Linked DNA regions of Mus musculus: region 1 is linked to region 2. The links are chromatin contacts, called in public Hi-C maps. All regions are on one chromosome and are shown on one strand. Each heading gives the region's core, a stretch centred on a gene start, on an enhancer-like site or on the middle of the called end of the contact. The rest is flanking DNA. Distances are from core to core; before and after follow the strand shown. Region 1 overlaps Elp3 (elongator acetyltransferase complex subunit 3). Region 2 overlaps Pnoc (prepronociceptin).

Region 1 (5,974 bases), core at 3,144-5,643, 160 kb after region 2:
AATAAATAAATCAGATGTAGCTAGGACAAAGGAGGACTTTCTCCCTTCCCATAGCCTCTAGTGATCTTGCTGCCTACTGTCCCTCTTGGAAATAGAAAAGGTAATTTGCATTAGGTCAGAGATTCTATTAGAACTAAAAACCTAGTTTTTATCCTAGAGCTGCTTCAGTCAAGCTATAGGACCCCAACCAAACTCAATCCATTCAAGCCAAACCAACAATTAAATGAGGGCACAGAGATAAGAGATTAACTTCCATTAGTCATAGTCTACATTCGTCCCATCTCCACAGGCCAGGATGGGTCAACAGAGCTTAAAAGTTCTTTGGACTGATGCCACCTGGGGTTATCACTGAATGCCTCAGAACCACACCCGCAGAAAAATGTCCTTTTATAAACCATCACCACACCTGGACAATACCTCAATAAAATCGGATACATCTCACACTGACATTAGGGAGGCTCTACACTTAAGAGTGTAGGCTTAGAGGATGCACCTACCTCTTTTTTGAAATTGTAATCTAATTTCTTTCTGGAGACTGGTTATGTTAATAGGATCTAAGAGCCAACAGTCTCTGCCCAATATAATTGAAAAAGCCAAAAGGTAGTTTGATGTTTAAGTATGACTAGGAAAGGTCAGCTGGTGACACTGGAGCTTAGAGACGAGTCAGGTGCCCTAGCACATCAGTCAAGAGAGCGTCCCTTGACGTTCTTGTTTTTCTTTTCCACAGCTGATAAAAACACTTAACATTTTGTAGTCATGACCAGATAGCTGAGGAGCCAGGGGTCCCATAGTAGTAACAGAACACAGGTCACAGGTAAGCTTACAGAAAGCTGCCCCTGGCGGAAGGAGACGGCTAAGTGAAAACAGTGTGAATTCACCTTTTAGATAAACGTTCCTCTAATCAAAGCCTCCAAGTCACGGATGTCAGCCAGGACCACCTGGGGTCAGTTTAGTCCCATCACTTCATTTTACGACCCCAGGGAAATGGAAGCACAGAACAAATCTGTGCTTAAGTGGGTGGCAATGGGAAGTGATGGCAGCTGCCTACCAGCCACAGACACAAGTGCACTTATCTCCAAGCTACCGGGGAGGTTGAGGCCGGAGCTGGCCAGGAGGCAGCCTGGTAGAGAATCCTAATGAAGGCCATTCCCACTGCCCCCACCTCACACCCTTCAGGTACACACTACTTTCCATCAGATACTTACTACTTCCTCTTAAAGACAGTCTCTATCAAGAGATGCAGTATTATAAAGGAATGGAGTTCAGTGAAATTATTCTTGGTTAGTGAAAACTAGCATGGGGGATGACTAAACTAGTAGACATAAGTCCAATCAATATAAACTAGTTATCACTAATTATACCAAATGTTAACAGCACGATATATTGCAATTAAAAGGCACACACTATCAAGATGGGCAACTGTGGGCATTCCCTTCCCGACAAGTATTGTAGGTTTCTGCCTACAAGGAATCCACTTGCTCTATAAAGGCATATAAGGCTGGAAAGCAAATAAATGGAAAGGCATACAGGGTTGGCAGGAAGCACATGAGGCTCTATGGCAGAACTAATATCAAATAGAGACTAGTGGAGGCTGTTATGTCACCAAGGGCTGCCCATGAAGGGCTGAGTGATCTATCTCTCTCCCTTTGCCTTTCAAGTCCATCATGAAGTGGCAGGTTTGTTCTGCCATAATCTTCCTATCACATTCTAAAAATATAGCCTGGACCCTCCAAAACTGTGAGGAAAGACAGCAGACTTTCTCTGTCTCAGCTAACTATGTCAGGTGCTATAGTGTTGCACAGCTCACTCACATACCATCTGAGCTGTTCTCTCACTCACTCAGCTGAGTTGTACAGGCACCAGACACAGCAGAATTTACTTCCTTTGCACATATCATACTCATCAAGAGCACTTACACTGGCCATAAAACAAGTCTCTACTAACTAAACAAAGACAACAAAACCAAAACTGAAGGTGAACTGAATAGACGCTCTGAACAAAATGAAATAAAATCAGAAATCACTAAGATATCAAACAAAAACTCACTGTTCTGAAATGCAGAAATTAAACAATTTTTATACAATCCCTGGAATTGAAAAAGAAATAGAAAAGGTAATAGGGAAAACTTGACACTGAATAATTAAAATATGATATGATAATAACTTAAAATGTAAGACGTGAAAATGTACAGCATTTGCATATAGAAATGTCCAGAATCTGGGCAGGTTGTTCTCTGAGTTCAAGGCCAGGCTGGTCTAAATAGTGAGACTCTATCTCAAAAAAGAAAGAAAGAAAAAAGGAGCCTAAAAAGAAACTTACTACTTTGAATATTTTTATTAGAAAAGAAAAATGGTGGCCAAGGTTTTACAACTTAAGTAATCAGAGAAGAATAGCCCCGGGGACAGAAATATGTGTCACAGTTACAAGCACATACTGCTCTCCCAGAGGACCCGAGTTCATTCCTAACACCCCTTAATCCAGTTTCAGAAGAGCTGACATGTCCTTCTGGCTTCTGCATACACATGCACATACATAAATGCAGGCACATAGACTAAAATACAAATAAAATAATAAATCATAAAAAGTAAAACCAATAAATACCTTCACAGAAGATGGCTGATAAAAAGTAAAGGAAGTCTAAATAAACCAGGAGCCAGGCCATGCTTCCGATGACCACAGTCAGCTCTCTTCCCAGAGTTTGTGCCCTATCTGTCATTTAAAAATATCCTAACGCTTTCACACTTTGTAAGATAAGCTGCCAGCAACAGTTAGTTCTCAATTTTACAAAGATGTGCAAAGGGCTCAGACTACCTACAGCAGCTTTACAAATCAATTACAAGTTAGAAGACGTATATTATTTGTCTTTAAGACACACTAAAAAGCTACAGTGCTCAAAATAATATGATATTTACTGGTCTACAAACCGAAACAGACAACAACATTGCACTGTGTGGCCCATGAGAAATGAGAAAGGTGAGTTTTTAAAGAAACAATTCAGTCTCCATACTGGGGGTGGAAGGGGGGGGTGCCTTGACTCCTACCTCACAGTATACAAAAAAACTAATTCAAAGGGGATCAGAAAGCTAAATGTAAAAACTGAAATTTTAATTAGAAGACAACACGGGTGAGTAACCTCGTGCCCTGAGAATATGAGATGGTTTATTAGTTACAATACAGAAAACAGTGGTAAGGAAGAAAAAGATTGATCATCTTAATTCTGCCCCAAGACATCATCAATAGAATAGTCAAGGTACAGACCGGGTTCTCAAACCAAGGACATGTAACAGCCCAACAACAACAACAAAAACAGAAAAAGATTAAACCCTTCACAAAGGAAATACAATCAGACAGCGCAAGCATACACTCAGTGTTCAATGACATTAGTCATCAGGAAAATGCAAATTAAACCCACAATAGATGCCATTACACACCCACCAGAATGGCTAAAATTAAAAGGACTGACAGCAGCATGCACTGGTAGAGATGCAGCACCACCAAGCGCTCGCCCATGAGTGCCAGGAGTACCAACAGCACACCCATTCCAGAAAAATGGCTGGCCTTTCTCATGAAACACTAACAAGCCTAGCAATTCTCCTTACTACCCAAGAGCATTCATACATTTGACCATAAAAATTCTTGTACCAAAATGGTCGGAGTTGTATTACTAACAAGCTGCAAGCAGCCCATGTCCACAGGCAGAAGGATGGATACACAAACTGTGGTCCACCCCAACTGTGGTCTGTGTACCCAGCAGAATACTGCTTAGCATTAAAAATGGGCAACCATGGACTCACCTAACAACCCTGGTGAACCTCAAGCAACAGTCAGCGAAAGAACCCCTCCACAGGAGACCAGATGATTAACAGTATGTGAAGTTCTACAACGGGTTTAATCCATGTATGGTGGGTGAAAAAAACCCGTAAAAACCAGAATTGCTGATTCTGGGAAGCAAAAGTGAGGATTTTCTGGAGGAAAAGAAAGTAACTCTGGTGACAGAAATCCTCTCCATTATTTATCTGCTTTCACACGGCCTTGCTAAGAAGCCCAGGTTGGCCTCACATCTGAGATCCTTCTGCTTCTGCCTCCTGGTTGTTGGAACTACACTACAACTTCCCATGTTCTGAATCTCAACAGTGTTCTGTTACACAGGTCTGTCCAAGCGAATCAAGGGAAAAAACACCAAGCTGAATGCCAGTTTATACATCGCATGGCAGTGCATGTGGGGAAGACCATGGAAGTTGCCAGTTGCTTCCAGACCTCTGATGGCTTCTCTTTGCTTTCTTTTTGATGGAATTAACTTTGGCATTCGGTACCCAGCATTACCTAGCAACCTAGCTCTCCCAGGATGTGTAAGGACATAGAGGATCTAAAGGCACTGATGAGGCGGGGGAAAAGGAAGGAACGGAAATGAGTTTAAAACTCCACAGGGAAAGGTGTGACTCATGCCTCCTTGAAGGGTAACTACCCTTTTAAATTGCACCTCTTGAAAACAGCCAAGGAGCACTGAATACAAAACTGCTTCTGGGCAGAGCTGATTAAAAAGGAATAAAACTCCATTAGGAGCTTGCTCTGAGTTATCTGGCAACAGTCGCACTCTGGTGAATGGGTGACTCAGGTCCCACTGTGGTCTTTCTCCAAAGTGATAGTTTTTAGGGGATGACAGTCATCAGTAATTGGCACTCTCTGGAGACCCAAAAATGCTCAGTCTAGCTGATGGGCTGAGTGATCCGCACTGGGTTCATTCACCAGCCTTCACAGTGGCCAGGCCTGCGTTGTCCTTGAGCAGGCTTGTGTTCCTTCACTTTCTGCCTGCAATGATTTCACAGACTTCCTGCTATCAACAGGCCACAATAACCAGGCTCACGCTGGTTTAAAATCTAGTCCTAAACTTTTAAGTAAAAAGAACAAAACAAACCTTTAATCACTTGGGTTAGACACAGGAAGACCAAGGAGGGACAGCTGAGCTCATTGAAGTGTGGCCCTAAGGATGTTTAACCTTCAACACTGGTGGCTCACCTGCCACCTCAAGGAGCTGTAAGCCTAGTTTAAAATGGCCCTTTGAAAAACATCCAATTGTCCTGAGAAAATGAGTGTCAGCGCCACAGCTGCGTGGGAAGAACGAGACACCTGCCAGGGCTCTGCAGTGAACCAGCTTCCATCAGAGGGAGGGTGGCTCTTCTGGAAAACATCTATTTTTCCAAACATCTTTTCACAAAATAACAGACAGGAAGGCTGCCTACACATTCTGAAAAGAACACACCAGACCAAAACCAGTTTTCCCGGGCTGCTCTTTAATTCACAACGATGCTAACATTTGAAAATAATTTTGTTCCTAGTTTAGTTCAGAAACTACTACTTCAAATAACATAAAATTTCCCCTGAACACTTTATTATAGGGAGTCATATGAAGAATTTACCTCAATAAAGCAAGCAAAAACTCACAAATCGGCATTTTTCATATTGCCTCACAAAGTACAGAGAGCAGGAGAGAGCAGGACAGCAGCCGAGTGGGCTGCAACTGAGCCCATGTTGCGCTGGCTCGCACTTCTATTCATAAGATTTGCTGCAATGAAGTCTCAAGCCAGAGAAACATTTTTTAAACTAAAAGCAGAGTGCCCTCTTGAGGCAAAGAACAAAAACAAGCCCACGCTGGCCCTGGCTAGACATCTGCAGAAGACACTTTCTTCCCTTAAGGACTTTTTTGGACAAACACATCGTGATCCGAATCAAGTGAGTTCTAACAAAAATAGATGACTTATGGTCAAATACTACGGAGCATCAGAACTGAAGCTAGACTGCTGACATCTGAATTGATGACAATCTGAAAACTGTATCCCAGAAACTCTACATCTGCTCAGTTGGTCTGCTCCATAGGTGCCCAGGGCTCAAACCACACACAAAAAAGCTCAGAGCAAACTTACAGGGGAGGTATGCTCAAGATAGCTACAGCTGAACTCCATATATATAAACACAC
Region 2 (5,624 bases), core at 769-3,268:
AAATTTGTGTGCATGAAGGTCAAAGGACAACGTTGGGCATCCTCCTTGGCAATCTTGTCTGTTTCTTTTTAGGAAGTGTCTCTCTTTGGCTTGCAGTTTACTAATTAAGCTAGACTGGCTGGTCATTGGATTCCAGGGACCTTCCTGTCTTTACATTCCCAGTGCTGGGAGTTCAAATACATGCCACCTGCTTTTTTTTTTTTTGCATTCCAAAGTAAGTTTAATTACAAAAATGCATTGCAACTATTATATCAAAAATACTTATTAGAAAGTTAAACAAAGGATCATAATTTTCTTTCTGATAAGTAATTTAGTATGAAAGTAATTTCCACAACGTATATGGGCATCATTCTAGCCCAGATTCTGGGGAGTGAACTCAGCTCCTCATCCTTACAAGGGGATCCCTTAACCAACCGAGCCCACGTGTGTCTTCTAATGCTATGTAGAGGCTGAAGACGTTAGCGAAACTCCTTTGGTGCACAGAACAGACGCCAGCATCAAAGAGATGCCCAACTCCTCATGCCCATGGTGGCAGATCGGCTGAGACAGTGTTCTCCGGAGGCAGCAGCAGCACAGGGAGGTGTGTGCAGCACTGAGAAGCCCGCCAGAGGTGGGGGCTGGGAGCAGCTCAGCCTTTAGGAACACTTGGTTCAACTTCACAGAGAAGGAGCCCTCAGTGTTTGCTCAGTTCTCTGCTCCTTTGGTTTACTGGTGGAAGAGATAAGTCTAGAGGCCACTAAAACTGAACACTCCCAGGCTTCTAATTCCAGATGGTAATTAGATTTTGTGTCTATGTGAGAAAATGAAATTTTGTGATCAAACCAGATGCCACGGTCTTTATTGAGATTCAACTCACTCATAGCAGATAAATCAGATACTGACCAAATCATCACAAACTGTTGGCTTAGGAGAAGGTTTGAGGCAAGTCTGGGGGACTTAAATGTACAGTAGCATTTTTAGTGCCAGATGGCATATGAGCCTAATGCTTATTATGGTCTGGTCTGGGGTCCTTATCAGCTATTTTGCCAGGATGAACCGGTGGCTTATTAAGTGAGTTGGACACGTTTTCTCAGCCATGATGATGACGTTGCTATATTAAGCCAGAGTTTGCATGAGCATCTGGGATCTGACCGGTGCCAAATTGATTTGTAAAGCTGAGCTTCTGAAGAGACTGAGCAAAGGGCCATTTGGGTGTCTGAATCAGAGATTAGGGCACAGACTGAGGGTCTAACCCAGCCAGAGGCTAGGCCTGGGTTCCATGCCTGTCATATAGACACCTGACTCCTCTGGGGGAAAGAAGACAGTCACTGTGTTGTTTTGGTTCCTGAGTGGTGTTTAGGAGCTATTTGCTCTAGGAGGTCTTACCAAAATATTCAAAGGCATTTAGTGATGTAACTCAGCCATAGCACATCTGCCTGGTCATTCACAGAGCCTTAGGTTCAATCCTAACTACTGCAAAATTGATAAAAATAAATTCAGAGGCTGGAGAGATGGTTCAGTGGTTAAGAGCACAAACTGCTCTTATAGAGGACCCAGCTTCAGTTCCTAGCACTTATGGGTAGTTCACAGCCACCTGGAATTCCAGTTCCCAGGGATCTGATACCCTCTTCCCACCTCCATAGGCAACTGCATTCATGTGCACATGTATGTATGTATGTATGTATGTATGTATGTATGTATGTATGTATGTGTGTGTATGTGTGTGTGTGTATTCAAAGGCAGACACTAACCAGGGGCAGTGAATGACTAGCATGGAAACAATCCATCAGAAGAGCTGCTGCAATCATCTGCTAAGAGTTTTCACTAACTGCACGTAGAGATGCCAGGAGGCATCATTTTAGGACTTTGAAGTGCATCTCCCTAAACTTTTTTTGAGAGTGTGTTGTTTTAGCCTTGGACTCTAAAATAACTCTTCGAGTCTAGTTTCTTCTACTTGAACAGATGGAACGTGTCCCACTGACAATTGGGTGAGGAACCAGAGGGCACTGCAATGGGTTTGGATGTGAGTCACTGCTGACCAAAATTACAGCCTAACAAAAAGCCAACCATGCCAGAGCCAAGTGTCCTGAGGATGTTGGGAACGAGTCAGGATTACGTAATGTGGCAGAGAGACTGGGAGGTGACCCTGGTTGGAACGTGAGTCCCTCCTCATCTCCCCGTCAAAGCAGACACAGGCAAGATGTGCAGACATAAGATGAGACATAATTGCTTATGCTCTTGGCATTTCAGTCTACTTTAAAATGGGTTAAAAGGGAACATGAACTAGAAACAAAAAAGCAAGCAGGTGACAGAGTCCTCAGGGGCCAGCAGGCACTGCAAAGTGTTTATCTCCAACTGTGAGGCTTTTACCAATCCATTTTCTGACTTATTTCTAAGAAGAAAAGTATTGTCTGGACCCCAAAGATTTGAGATGCTAAGGGAGAGAGAGAAATGCGCTTCCAATTCTTCACCACCCCCAGCAAGACCCAAATGCAAGACCTTACCATGGCTGCCCAGGATGTGCCCAGGAGGAACCTAATGTTCTAAGAATCATATAATTTCTACAAGACAGGCTGCCTGAGCCCTGTTGTGGGCACAGTGGACTCCAGGCTGGGATACCTAGATAGGTACTCATACCTATCAGCAAAGGTCTCTATCTCATACCTTAACCAGAGGCCGGGGGAGACAGAGAGACGAGACAGAGACAGAGACAGAGACAGAGACAGAGACAGAGACAGAGACAGAGAGAGAACCAGCCAGCCAGCCATGGGAAACAAAAACCAGAATAAGTATAGCCCATGATCATCACCCAGGAAGAATCTTATTTCATTTTCTCAAGGTCAGCTTGGTTAAAGAAACTGGGATGTGGGCGTAGGTGGTAAAGTCTGCATATATATTGAAAATAAAGTCACTGGGGAGAGAACACCCCTGGTGGTGTTAATTTTCTTCCTGCACACACTGGCCATTCCTATCTGCGTGTGATCTATGGCAATGGCACGGGATCCAGGCAGGTTGGGCACATGCAATCTACCCCAAGGGGGGCTCATTCTCAAATGCAAGCCAGGCCCTAGAGCCCCAGAACTCCCTGCTGCAGCTCTGTTTGCCCAGGTACCACAGTGTCTAGTGAAGACCACCATCCTGACCTCGCTATCTCTCCAGCTCTTTCTGGCTGCTCCTGACCTTGGCTCACTCTCCTGAATTTTCTGTCTTGGTTGGGATCCCCTTAAGGGCTCTGTCCTTTCACTTGAACCTTACCTTTGCCTTTGTGAGAAAACAGAGTGTTACAGGCCGAAGCTTAACCTTGGCCATGAAGTATAAGTGGGGTTTGGCGGATGGGGGAAGGGAGAGGCAGGAGCAAGGTGGCAGGAGAGCAAAGAAAGGCAGGGTTCCCTGGAAGCTGTCAAGAGTGGTTGGACCTGGGCTTGAACCCAAGAGGGAGAAGGTCAGGGGTCTAGCCTTGACAGTTACCTGCAGCCTGGGGAAGGAAAGCCAGGTGCGTAGTGGCAATTCAGAAAGAGAGGGTCAACGGGGCAAGAAGCAGGCATCTGCTTAGGACTGAGCAGAGACCTAGAAGTCAATAGAGAAGGCTGGGAAAGAGTAGACAGAGAGGGAAGAGACCCATAAACCAGGCAAGAGAAGCAAGAGATGTTTCTGGAAGGATGAGATATGGGACAGACAGACAGACAGACAGACAGACTCCTAGAGAAAAACATGATGGATGAAAGTGTCAGAAACACATCCCTTCGAGGGGTCATGTGGCCTGCGCCTCTTGATTGTGCCCAGGCCTGAAAGAGTGTAACTGCCTGTCTGTTGGGGCTGAGGCCATATTTCTGTCTGGAGCTGTGAGATAGCAAGGCGTATTGGGCACCGGCTACACTGGATTTCATGTCTGCACAGTTGCCTTAAGGAACAGTAATTACTTGTTTGTTTCGAAAGGCTGAGGGGCTTGAAACACAACATCTTGAAAGCAGCTTTACTGACTTCAAAGGGAAAAGTAATTGAATTATACAGGATTTCATAGAAGAGAATAGCTAGCTAAACTGAAATGAAAGGACTAAGGAAGCAGTTCACTTAATGAATAATAATTTCATGTTTTGTGCTTCAACTTGGAGATTTAAAACACAAGAGAGCATTTTGGATGTTTGTTGTAGAATTATCTGCGATATAAGAGATGGATGACAATATGCATGCTCCAAAGATGGAGAATAAGTTATATAATCATAGAAAAGAATCACTTAAAATAGTGTGTAATAACATGAGAATATTAATTCTGAGACCTACAGAAAGTAAGAAAAGGTAAGATTCTCTTGGATTGCTGCACTATAATAGCTGATCTTCATTGTCATCCTGAGGGGTTTAGAATCGTGAAGGAGACACAGTTGAGGCAGGTTTTAATGAGGATGAGAGCCCCACCCTCAGTGTGGAGAACACCATCCCAAGAGCTGTAGTCCAAGGCTGACTAAAGCGAGCAGAGCTTCAGTACCCATCTCTCTCTGCTTCCCAACTAACTGCGGACCCACTGGGACCAACTGCCTCAAGTCCTTGCCTCTAGGCTCTCTCCTTCAGTATAGACTGTGCCCCCAAACTGTGAGCTAAAATAAACCCTTTTGTATCAAGGACTTTTGTCACAGCAAAGAGCAAAGTGACTAATACATGGGGTTGAAGAAGACTTAAATTTTCCTGATATGTAACACGTGTGTTATGCATTAACACTGCGACAAGGGCATTCATGAGGAGGTTTTTATTGGGAGATAGAGAGGGAGGACAACAGGAATCTGGTGGTACACATCAAAGGGGTCTGGTGGGAGAGAGGGAGGACCAGAGGAGTCTGGTGGGAGAGAGGGAGGACCAGAGGAGTCTGGTGGGAGAGAGGGAGGACCAGAGGAGTCTGGTGGGAGAGAGGGAGGACCAGAGGAGTCTGGTGGGAGAGAGGGAGGACCAGAGGAGTCTGGTGGGAGAGAGGGAGGACCAGAGGAGTCTGGTGGGAGAGAGGGAGGACTAGAGGAGTCCGGTGGGAGAGAGAGAAAACCAGAGGAGTCCGGTGGGAGAGAAGGAGGACTAGAGGAGTCTGGTGACAGAGAGGGAGGACTAAGAGGAGTCTGGTGCTAGGGAGAGAAGATCACAGGGATCCGGTAATAAAGGAAGAGGACCATAGGGGTCACAGTAGGAAGATGTAGCTCAGCTCCACCTGTTTCCTCTTGGTCACATGACATTGCTCAAGTGTCTCACATAGGGTTTGCTTTGGAGTCAGAGGGAGGAGATGGCAGAGAAGAGGGCAATCCCTCGACCTTCTGGACCTACCTTTAAGTTGAAGCTGTCTGGAGCTGGGTGGAGCTTCTCCTGGCAGGTGAGGCAGTCCCTGGGACAGCTGCTGAACACGCTGGAGAGCAGGCTGAGCAGCAGAACGTCACAAAAGAGGATTTTCATGGTGCAGCAGTGGGAATCGGGAGGCTGAAACAACACAGGGGCACATGTCAGTTAGTAGGGTCTGGGCAGAGAGTTAGTCAGCTGTGGGGACCACAACCCAGAGGGGCAAGCATCCTTCTTCCTCCATGAGGAGATTCCCCAGGTCTGAGGTTTACCTGGGAAGGAATAGTTTGTAAAGGGTGCTGGTGGCCTGGTCCCTGCCATTCAAGTCTGCTCTC

The links. A called contact is a pair of places that touch in the nucleus more often than the background predicts.
Region 1: a Hi-C map of the N1E-115 cell line shows a contact between it and region 2, with 3 times the contacts expected there. The contact joins two enhancer-like sites. A contact is called at or near these places in 4 of 39 promoter capture datasets (the 3T3-L1 cell line, hippocampal neurons, liver and 1 more), 5 of 15 datasets of contacts at CTCF or cohesin (CD8 T cells, hippocampal excitatory neurons, large pre-B cells and 2 more), 114 of 484 Hi-C or Micro-C datasets (the 4T1 cell line, B cells, the BV-2 cell line and 70 more), 19 of 115 datasets of contacts at active chromatin or transcription factors (CD8 T cells, the HPC-7 cell line, the SCID.adh cell line and 15 more) and 2 of 9 other capture datasets (liver and pancreatic islet).

The regions. Positions count from the first base shown.
Region 1 is chr14:65,567,973-65,573,946 of GRCm38.p6, forward strand. All of the region lies in intron 7 of Elp3 (elongator acetyltransferase complex subunit 3), which reads right to left. Among named protein-coding and RNA genes, the nearest start is that of Elp3, 22 kb to the right of the region's middle. Within about 2 kb of position 4,394, at least 19 of the 459 cell types and tissues checked have an H3K27ac peak or open chromatin away from gene starts, as enhancers often do. A contact at or near this core is called in the N1E-115 cell line and VIP interneurons, where this site is marked.
Region 2 is chr14:65,405,838-65,411,461 of GRCm38.p6, forward strand. It overlaps Pnoc (prepronociceptin), which reads right to left. Exons shown (of 4, transcript NM_010932.2): 2 at 5,281-5,430. The coding sequence starts at 5,406. Among named protein-coding and RNA genes, the nearest start is that of Pnoc, 17 kb to the right of the region's middle. Within about 2 kb of position 2,019, at least 6 of the 459 cell types and tissues checked have an H3K27ac peak or open chromatin away from gene starts, as enhancers often do. A contact at or near this core is called in the N1E-115 cell line and VIP interneurons, where this site is marked.